2 separate regions of the Sus scrofa genome follow, and region 1 is linked to region 2. The links are chromatin contacts, called in public Hi-C maps. All regions are on one chromosome and are shown on one strand. Each heading gives the region's core, a stretch centred on a gene start, on an enhancer-like site or on the middle of the called end of the contact. The rest is flanking DNA. Distances are from core to core; before and after follow the strand shown.

The links. A called contact is a pair of places that touch in the nucleus more often than the background predicts.
Region 1: a Hi-C map of liver shows a contact between it and region 2, with 2.7 times the contacts expected there. The contact joins the promoter of NLK here to the promoter of LYRM9 in region 2. A contact is called at or near these places in 3 of 47 Hi-C or Micro-C datasets (epiblast stem cells, heart right ventricle and liver).

The regions. Positions count from the first base shown.
Region 1 is chr12:44,399,820-44,404,594 of Sscrofa11.1, forward strand. NLK (serine/threonine-protein kinase NLK) reads left to right here and starts at 3,171. Exons shown (of 11, transcript XM_021067474.1): 1 at 3,171-4,775. The coding sequence starts at 4,346.
Region 2 is chr12:44,287,124-44,291,758 of Sscrofa11.1, forward strand. It overlaps LYRM9 (LYR motif-containing protein 9), which reads right to left and starts at 2,564. Exons shown (of 4, transcript XM_003358165.4): 1 at 2,466-2,564.

The sequences.
Region 1 (4,775 bases), core at 1,921-4,420, 110 kb after region 2:
AAGTCAGGTTCCTCTCTACTTTATGGACAAGGAAATTCAGACTAAGACAGGTTAAGGAACTCGCCCAAGATTATACAGCTAGTAAGGGGCAACGCAAAGATTCAAACTCATGATCTAGATCTGTGCTGTCTAATATGATAGCCACTACCCATAGGAGGCCATCAAGCACTTGAAATGTCACTAGTAGAACAGAGGAAATCGAAATTTTATTTCAATTGAGATGTGCTGTAAATGCAAAATACACACCGGATTTTAGAGACTTAGTACCTATATATATACATACATACACAACCTTTCTTTCACATTGATCATATGTTTAAAATGACAAATTTTGGACATGTTAGCTGTCAAAATAATTCTATGTGTTTCTTTTAACTTTTCAGTGGGACTAATAGAACACAATATTTCTGATATTACTCTCATTATATTTCTATCGAACAGAGCTGATCTGGATCACAGACATTAATCACTAAACCGATGATTTCCCAATTTTTTTGGATAAAATTTTGGAGCATAAATCCCCAATTTACATATTTTAATTTTTTTGGTAAATAACATGTGTGTACTACTCTGTGTATCATGCACATTATAAAACACAAAAATGGACATCTTAAAAAAGACGAAATTAAAAACAAGCAGAAATAGAAGTTGTACGACTTTTTTTCCGAAGCCCCAGGGCTCACTTTACGTACCACTTGGAGTGTGCACACCTTATCCACTCGATGAGGCATATATTATTACCTTCATTTTCAGTTGAGGCAACTGAGACTCAGAAAAGTCTCATAGTCTCCGCAGACAACGGATGACTTAGTTAAATCACCTAAGTCATACAGCTCGTGAACCGCAGAGCTTGGGTTGGTACCCACTTCCCCAGCTCTCAGAAACGGATGCAACTCTTTATTGCCTTCACCTTTTAGACACTGTCCAAGGAACTGGGTATACAACACTGAGTGAGACAGACGAGTTTCAGACGTGTTAAACTTAGCAAACAATTAAAATACAGAGTTCTCAGTGCTATGCGGGAGGCAGTGCCATGGAGATAAATAGCAGAGGCACATGCTCTACAACAGGGTTAAGGAAAGCTTTCCAGGAAAGAAAAGAAAGAAAGAAAGAAAGGTAGGTGAAGACCTGAACCATAAGTTAGAGGAGTGGAGCAGCGAGTATTTGGAGCCGAATACACCCGTGAAGTTTTGGAAGCAACAAACCATTTGAGGAACTGAAAGAAACACAGAATGCTTGAAGTATAGGAGGTAGAGGTGAGAGATTAGGAAGGCGGGGGAACCAGATCCAGCTGGGCTATTTAGACTTAATGACTTTTTTTCAAGGGTAAGAGTATCGTCAGACCTGTATTTTTAAAAGATTGTAGTGCTTTCAGTAGATGGATTAGAGGAGAGCTAGCCTGTAGGCAGGGAGATGCCTTAATTAAAGATGCTAATGGCATACATTTGGGTAATACCATGGTGACTGGAGAGAAGGGTGTGTGTGGGTTTATAAGTGTTCAAAAGCCCTTAAGATTTGATTGATTAGAAGGGAAGGAGGAGTTCCTGTTGTGGCACAGCGGAATCGAATCTGACTAGTATCCTTGAGGATGCCAGTTTGATTCCTGGCCTCTGTCAGTGGGTTAAGGATCTGGCGTTGCTGTGAGCTGTGGTGTAGGTTGCACATGCTGCTCAGATCCCATGTTGCTGTGGCTGTGGCATAGGCCAGCGGCTTTAGCTCCCATTCGATCCCTAGCCTGGGAACTTCCACATACTGCAGGTGCAGACATTTAGAAAAAAGAAAAGAGGGAGTTCCCGTCATGGTTCAGTGGTTAACGAACCCGACTAGGAACCATGAGGCTGTGGGTTCAATCCCTGGCCTTGCTCAGTGGATTAAGGATCTGGTGTTGCCTTGAGCTGTGGTGTAAGGTTGCAGACACAGCTCCCATCCCGCGTTGCTGTGGCTCTGGTGTAGGCCGGTAGCTACGGCTCCGATTAGACCCCTAGCCTGGGAACCTCCATATGCCACAAGAGCGGCCCAAGAAATGGCAAAAGACAAAAAAAAAAAAAAAAAAAAAAAAAAATCAAAGACAATCTCCGGGGTTCTGAGTGCACAGTTTTAGTAAGGGTAAGATTCTGTATGCGTATTATTTCATATTTTTAAAGAAAGGTAAATTCAGGTAAGTAAATTTTGTGAAAGTGAAAGATGTTATTTTAGTTAAGATTTCAATAGCTAGAACTCATTGACTTAGAAAATATGGGAGAAATTAGTCTTTGTGGGTAATCATTTTTGTTTTAATTTGTATCAATAGCCTATAGTTCAATGAGCGTATATTCCTGAAAACTAGAAATAACATGTCTTTTTGCCGCTATGAGGATGAGACATGGAGAACCAGCTACTGGATATGAACTGTCAGTCTACTGAATTTCTTTTGTGCCTGTCTTGTTGAGTAACTTTGGTTGAGTTTCCTAACAAGCTCGACATCCCCTTTTGCTCCCCCTATTTCTCCACACCTGATTTCTTTAAAAGGGATAGTAGAGGGCTGCTATCAATGGACCAGAGACGATTTGGACTCCGCCTTCTTCGACTAGGTCCCGCCCCTTTCTTTAGACCACACCCATTTTCATCTTGCCACGCCCCCTGAGGAGGTCGTCGCTGATATGACAGCGAATTCTCCACAATCCTGACCTATAGGAGACCTGAAGGGTGGGACCGAGAGCAATTTTTTTTTTCATTTGTCATATCAAGTGTCTATCTGGCCCCAGTCTCAACCCACTTCCTCTCCAAGCCAAGGATTGGTTGCTCTGTTCTTGGTCCCCGGTTCACGATTGGTTCTTTCATTCCATCAGCTTTGGCAGGCGGGATTAGCACGCAGCTTCCTGCTCCTGCCAAAAAAATAAAAGAAGAAAAAGAAAAGAGGAGAGAGGCGAAAGAAAATGTCACGGAGATCTTTGGTGTTTAATTCGCTTTTGGCCTTGTCGGTCAGGCTAAACTCTTCCTTTTGATTGGTCTTTCGATCTGCCCATCCCAGGTCGGGGCGGGATTTCCCCAGGAGACCCACACCTTGTCGCCACTGGCCGAGCAGTGCGCCTGTCTGAATCTCCCGGCCCAGGATTGGAGGCGGATGCGGACAGGTGGGCGTGGATTGGCTAGGGCAGCCGGTCAGTGTGAGGCGGGGGCGGGGCCTCGGCGGCTGGTTGCGCGTGTCCGCCGCTGGCTCCGCTCTATCCGGCTTTGCTAGGGGAGGTGAGTCCGGCCGCGGCGGCACCAGCGGCTGAGGAGGCGGCGGCAGAGGAGAAAGCGGCGGTGGCGGCTAAGGAGAAAGCGGCCGCGGGACCGAAGCCGGGTGGGGGGGAGGGGGGGAGACGGAGCAGCCTTGAGCCCTACGGGGGCCGTCGCGCGGGGGGACCCACCCGCTCTCCCCCCCAACCCTCCTCAGCAGAAGCAGCCGGCGGCGGGGGCAGGAGTCAGCCCGCTTCCGACTGCACCCCGCCCGCCTCCCGGGGCTCCCATTCTTTGGCCCCAGGACCCCAACCTCCTCCCGGGGCGGTTCCCTCTGTCTGGGCGTCCGAGTGCTGCCCACCTCTCTTTCATTCCTCCCCGCACCTCCTTACCTTCACTTTGCCCCGGTTCTCTTTCTCCTCTCAGTCCTGCCCTGTCGCCTCCTCTGCTCACTCGGTCCCTCCTGCCTCCTTCCCTGGCTCTTTTCTGTTCGGGAAAGTTTAGTAGCCCCCCCCCTCCCCTCCAGTCAGGTCAGCCTGACGAGGAGTAGGGGGAGATGTAGGAAGGCCTGAGAGTTCGAGGGGGAAAGCTGGTTTCCCTGAACATTTCCCCCCATCCTTTCACTTTGGGGTGGTTGGAATTTTTTTCAGTTGCATTTTTGAGGAGGTGGTAGGTGTTTAGAAAAGGATGTGGGAATGGAAGGGGTAGATGAGTCAAGCCTCTTACAGGATTCCAAGGGTGGTGTGTTACCTGATCCTTTTCGTGTGTGGAGTTCGGGGGGTCGGGAGGTTTGGCCTTTATTCCCACAGTCAAAGTTGGAACCTCCCCCGAGTTAAGGATGGAGTTTTAGTACCCACTTGTGGCAGGAAACCTGGGGGGAAGGGGTCCCTTTTCCCTTTTTCTTTTCTTTTTCTTTTTTCTTTTTTATTTTTTTTGGGGGCAACCCACACTCTTCCACACACTCTCACCCCCAAATTGAACACCACGATCCGCTCACTTGTCTGGATTGACTGATGAAGACATAAAGCCAGTTCCGCTCCATGTTTTTGGAGGTGGAGTGAGTGGGTTCTTTTCTTCATTTTTAAATGGCCAAATGACAGCTTGACCCAGTTTGCTTTCCAATCAAAGGGCATTTTTTTTTTGAATGTCTCTTTGTGGCGCAAGAGCCAACGCAAAAATGATGGCGGCTTACAATGGCGGTACATCTGCGGCAGCAGCAGGGCACCACCACCACCATCACCACCACCTTCCACACCTCCCTCCTCCTCACCTTCACCACCACCACCACCCTCAGCACCATCTTCATCCCGGGTCGGCTGCTGCTGTCCACCCCGTACAGCAGCATACCTCGTCGGCAGCTGCGGCAGCCGCAGCAGCGGCCGCAGCTGCAGCCATGTTAAACCCTGGGCAACAACAGCCATATTTCCCATCACCGGCACCGGGTCAGGCTCCTGGACCAGCTGCAGCAGCCCCAGCTCAGGTACAGGCTGCCGCAGCTGCCACAGTTAAGGCGCACCATCATCAGCACTCGCATCATCCACAACAGCAGCTGGATATTGAGCCGGATAGACCTA
Region 2 (4,635 bases), core at 1,314-3,813:
AAATTAAAAAAAATAATAAAAATAAAAGTAATTATACTTCTCTTAAAAAAAAAAAAATACCCTGTCACCCCTCTTTTCCAAAACTTCTGTGGAATGTTCTTCACCCAAGGCCCTCTGAAGTCTGGTTCCTATTTCTCTCATCAAACTCGCCTTCTCTGGCCTTCTGCTTCCTCCTCTGTAAACTGGACAAGGGAACGTGCTCTTTCGGGGGGTTGCAAGTACACACAAGCTAACCTAGCACAGTGCCTAGCCCAGGGCTGGCACGTGTTAGGTGCCTGGATGTCTCACCCTCTCCTTCTCTACCCGGTTATCTGTGTTACCTTCCGCAGGACAGGGACTCTGCCGTATTAGTCACCCCTCCACACTTAACAGTGCCCAGAACATAATAGAGGCTCAATAAACATGCACTGAGTCCCACTTACCGGAAGGCAACTCAGATTGGGAGGAAAGGGGACTGGCCTGAGTCACAAAGCCAGCAGGTGGCAGAGCCAGGTCTCAAACTCAGGTCCTTAGGCTTGGACTCTTCGGCTCTCTCTACCACACCTTCTGTCTCAAAGGATCCTGGACATATATCCGTCAGCCCAAACCAACCTGAGCCTTTACCAGGGTGAAGCGAACCTGGTGAGCTATTCCAGCCAACGCAGACCAGGAAAATCATACAAAAGGCAAACACAGAGGTCGCAGACTGAACTGAACCCAATGACATTAGACTGCTTTGTACCAATGGCCTCCCTGCCTCCATCTCCCCCGCCAGGGCCATGGCAACACTCTGTTCCAGGGCAAAAGAAGGGAACTGATGTGTTGTACCGGCTGGGTACTTCCTAGGGGCTACTCAATCTCCAACCCTGTTGCTTCCACCTCACAGAAGAAGCAATCTGAGGTTCAAGGTCACTCTGAACTAGATTAAGAGCCACAGCGGGACATCTCCCTTCCTAGCTCAAGTTCTTTCTACACACACTCAGGGCTTGTCTAGAGAATCCTGGAGCTGAAAGCTCCCAGTTTACCCTTTTCCTCTCATGCTCCCCCTCCCTCTGGCCTCCCAGCTGGTCCTCACATGTTCAGCCACTCTCCGGGCACCCACACGTCTCCCCAGCCCCTTATCTGAGTCTCACTTAAGTCTTCTCTGTCCACCCTAGGGTTCCTTCTCTTTTCCCTCATGGCATTTTTCACCACGACATATATATATATATATATATATATATCTCTGTATTCCTTCCCCCACTGGAATGTCAGCTCCCTAACAACAGGGAGTTTATTTACCTTGCTCCTGGCTGCACCCCTAATAGTGTGTCTGACACAAAAGACACGCGTGTTTTGAACAGTCACTGACGCCAACAAGGTGCTAGATGCTGAAGTCACAGAAACAAAGGAGACAACTTCTGACCCCACAGAACGCATTAACAGACGATAATAAAAACTAAGTATTCAATTATAACTAAATACTGCAAGTGGAATTCAGGTCCCAGAGGGCCTCACCCATGCAAGGGTCAGAGAAGGTTTCTGGAAAAAGAGACATCAAATCTAGGTCTGGGAGTTCCCCTCCTAGCGCAGCAGAAACGAATCGCAAAAGGAATCATAAGGTTGAGGGTTTGATCCCTGGCCTCGCTCAACCGGTGAGCTGTGGTGTAGGTCGCAGAGGCGGCTCAGATCCGGCCTTGCTGTGGCTCTGGCATAGGCCAGTAGGCCAGCGGCTGCAGCTCTGAATAGACCCCTAGCCTGGGAACCTCTATATGCCAAGGGTGCGGCCCTAAAAAGACAATAAAAAAAAAAAAAAATCTGAGGTCTGAAGGAGTAGCCCTTGGTTGGGTGAAGGTGAAAGGGGTAGTGAAGGCAGAGAGTGCAGCCTGAATCCTGTGACTACACTGGAAGGCAGTGAATTGTGCACTTTAAGCGGGTGAATCGTATGCTGTGTAAAAACAAATCAAAAGAAAGGTTAGTCCTAAGGTCTTAGGGGTTTCAGCCACGGAGTGACCTGATCTGCTGGGCAGAGGGTAAATCAAAACGTGAAGGTGACTCCAGGTAAGCGCGCTCACCGGGTGCTGCGGACACACGGGCCATGGAGGCCCATGTCTGCTTTGAAAAACGGGCAAAGCGAAGCCCTCGCGGAGGCGCCTGCGGGACGGGAACGTCCCTGGGCTTCCCGTGCTTCCCCCACCCCCCCCGCCCGCCCCGCGCCCCGACGCCCCACGCCACCCCGCGCCGCCGCGTCCTGGGGCCTCCTCGCTCCTCCGAGCCGCCCCCGCGAGGCCTGCGGCGCGTCCAGGAGCCGCGCTCCGGAGAACACGGCCCTCCCCAGGAATGAGACGCTCGGGGAGACAAAGGGAGCGGCGCTAGGACTTCCACAGGCCGCACCAGGCCGAGGACGCCCGAAGCTCCCATCCCCAACCTTTCCCCGCAGCCCAGGGGACTCCAGCCCCCGCGCGGACGCCCTCGCTCCCGCCCTCCGCCGGCGCCGCGCGGCTCACCCGCCTCCACCGGGAAACCTCAGCCTGGGACGCGGCGGACGCGGCGGCTATGAGTGCGCCTGCGCCCGGGACAGCCGAAGCACCGCCCACCCCCGGCCACTGTGCGCTGAGCGCCCTCTACCGGCCGCGCGAGATACTTGATGAAGGACCCGTGCTGGATGCCCCATGCCCAATCCAAGCCCACCCTGTTGAAAAAAAAAGCAAAACAAAAAACTGTCCCACTAACAAGCTTCTTTGCCTTGAACACCCACTCTTCCTTTTGGCATTTGCTACCAGAGATAAGCCCTGAAGGCAGGCTCTCCCCATTTTCCTGAATATGAACTGCTGCTAAAATATGAGGGGTGTTGAAGATCTGTGCAAAGCCTTGCAGGAGGACGGCTTCTAAACCACTCGTGTTGATGACAGGAATTATATTTGGATGGGAATCTGCATTTTGAGTCATTTCGTCAAATTACAGCCCCATAACACCTGTCAAAAGAATAAATATGACAGTAATAGGCATGCTTCCTTTCAGACCCGTGTATAATTATAATTGAGGGAAAGAATACAGAATTTAAACTCACAGCTACTGCCAGTATCATTCTTTGAAAATGGAATAATGCTGTTTTATTAAATAGGCTCTCCCCGCTCTCTAATGTTTAGAGCTAAAGTGCTTCTCTGAATTGATTTAAATACAAGTTTTATATCGTGAAAGAAATAAAGATGAGTCTTTATCTTAAGACAAACCCCCTGTTCAATGATGCTGCTGATCTCTCAGCTGATGCTAAAAGGGAGTTAGGTTGTTAGTGGATAATACTGCTTCTGTTCACTTCTCTCTTCTCTAGGGCTTTTTTAACCTGTTTATAATGAAAAGGCTGATTTCCTTACACAGACTCCATGTGTAGCTGGTTTAACAAGAACTTTCTGTTTTTCCTTGTTTTCTTTTTTCCTTCTTCTCTTCTTTCTAAGGAATGCATTGCTTCCTGTTGGAACCTGGGAATCTACTCTTCTCCCTTCAGGATAAGAGAAGGAGGGGATATTTCTTAACAAAAGGAGTTTCTTAAGGGTTCTCTCTTTTTTTTTTTCCTAATATCCTTTAGAGTTTCCTTCCTTCCTCTGACCCTCCCCCCCCTCCTTCCTCTCTCTCTCTTTTTTTTTTTTTGGCTTTTTTTTTTAGGACTGCACCCACAGCATATGGAGGTTCCCAGCATATGGAGGTCCAATCGGAGCTACTGCTGCCAGCCTACACCACAGCCACAGCAACTCGGGATCCGAGCTGCATCTGCAACCTACACCACAGCTCACGGCAAGGCCAGATCCTTAAGCCACTGAGCAAGTCCAGGGATGGAACCCTCAACCTCATGGTTCCCAGTCAGATTCATTTCCTCTGTGCCATGATGGGAACTCCCCTCCTTCCTCTCTTTCCATCTGCCTCTTCCTTTTCTCTCTTTCTTCCTTCTTTTCTTTCTCTTTCTTCCCACTTCTTCCCTTCCTCCCTCCCTTCCTTCCTTTGCCCTCTTCACCTAACACACCAGCCTTCCTCCAAACCAGGTGGGGGTTCTTCCCCTGAAATATTCAAACAAAAGCTGCAACCCTTCAATTTATTTTCAATATGACTTGGGCCAAATAAATCTGAAAGGTACTATTGTACCCTCATAAATCAGCCCTCTTGTTGACACACGCGTGGACAGGGGCGCATCATTACCTTAGATCCAGTGGATAAATAATGAAGCTGTTATAGAGCCCTTATTAGGAAAAACCTGCCGGATCACCATCCATTCCTGTTTTCAGCCTTAGGATCACTTCATATTTTGAAGAAATTATTACAGTCTGTTCTTTGGCCCTATCTCCCTTTTGTTCCTAGATCCCTGTGTTCCTGCATCAACAACATTGTTCTAATACCTAGATCTCATAAAATATTCAAGAAGCAAGCTGTTCACTTTACCTCAGAAAGACTCCACCTTCAAATGCATTGATGCCTCGTCTGTCTTTACAAACACACAAGATTTTACCTTTTGCAAACATCCCGTACAAGCAGCCGAACACCAAGGGGGGGAAAAGAAAACCAACGTAGGGCAGGCTTGGATAACAATTTCCAATTTTTTTCCCCAGTCATCATAGAAACCTAGATTTTTAACTAATTGGATCATAATTCTTGTAATAACTTGACAGCAACCTTAGGTTCTTTAAA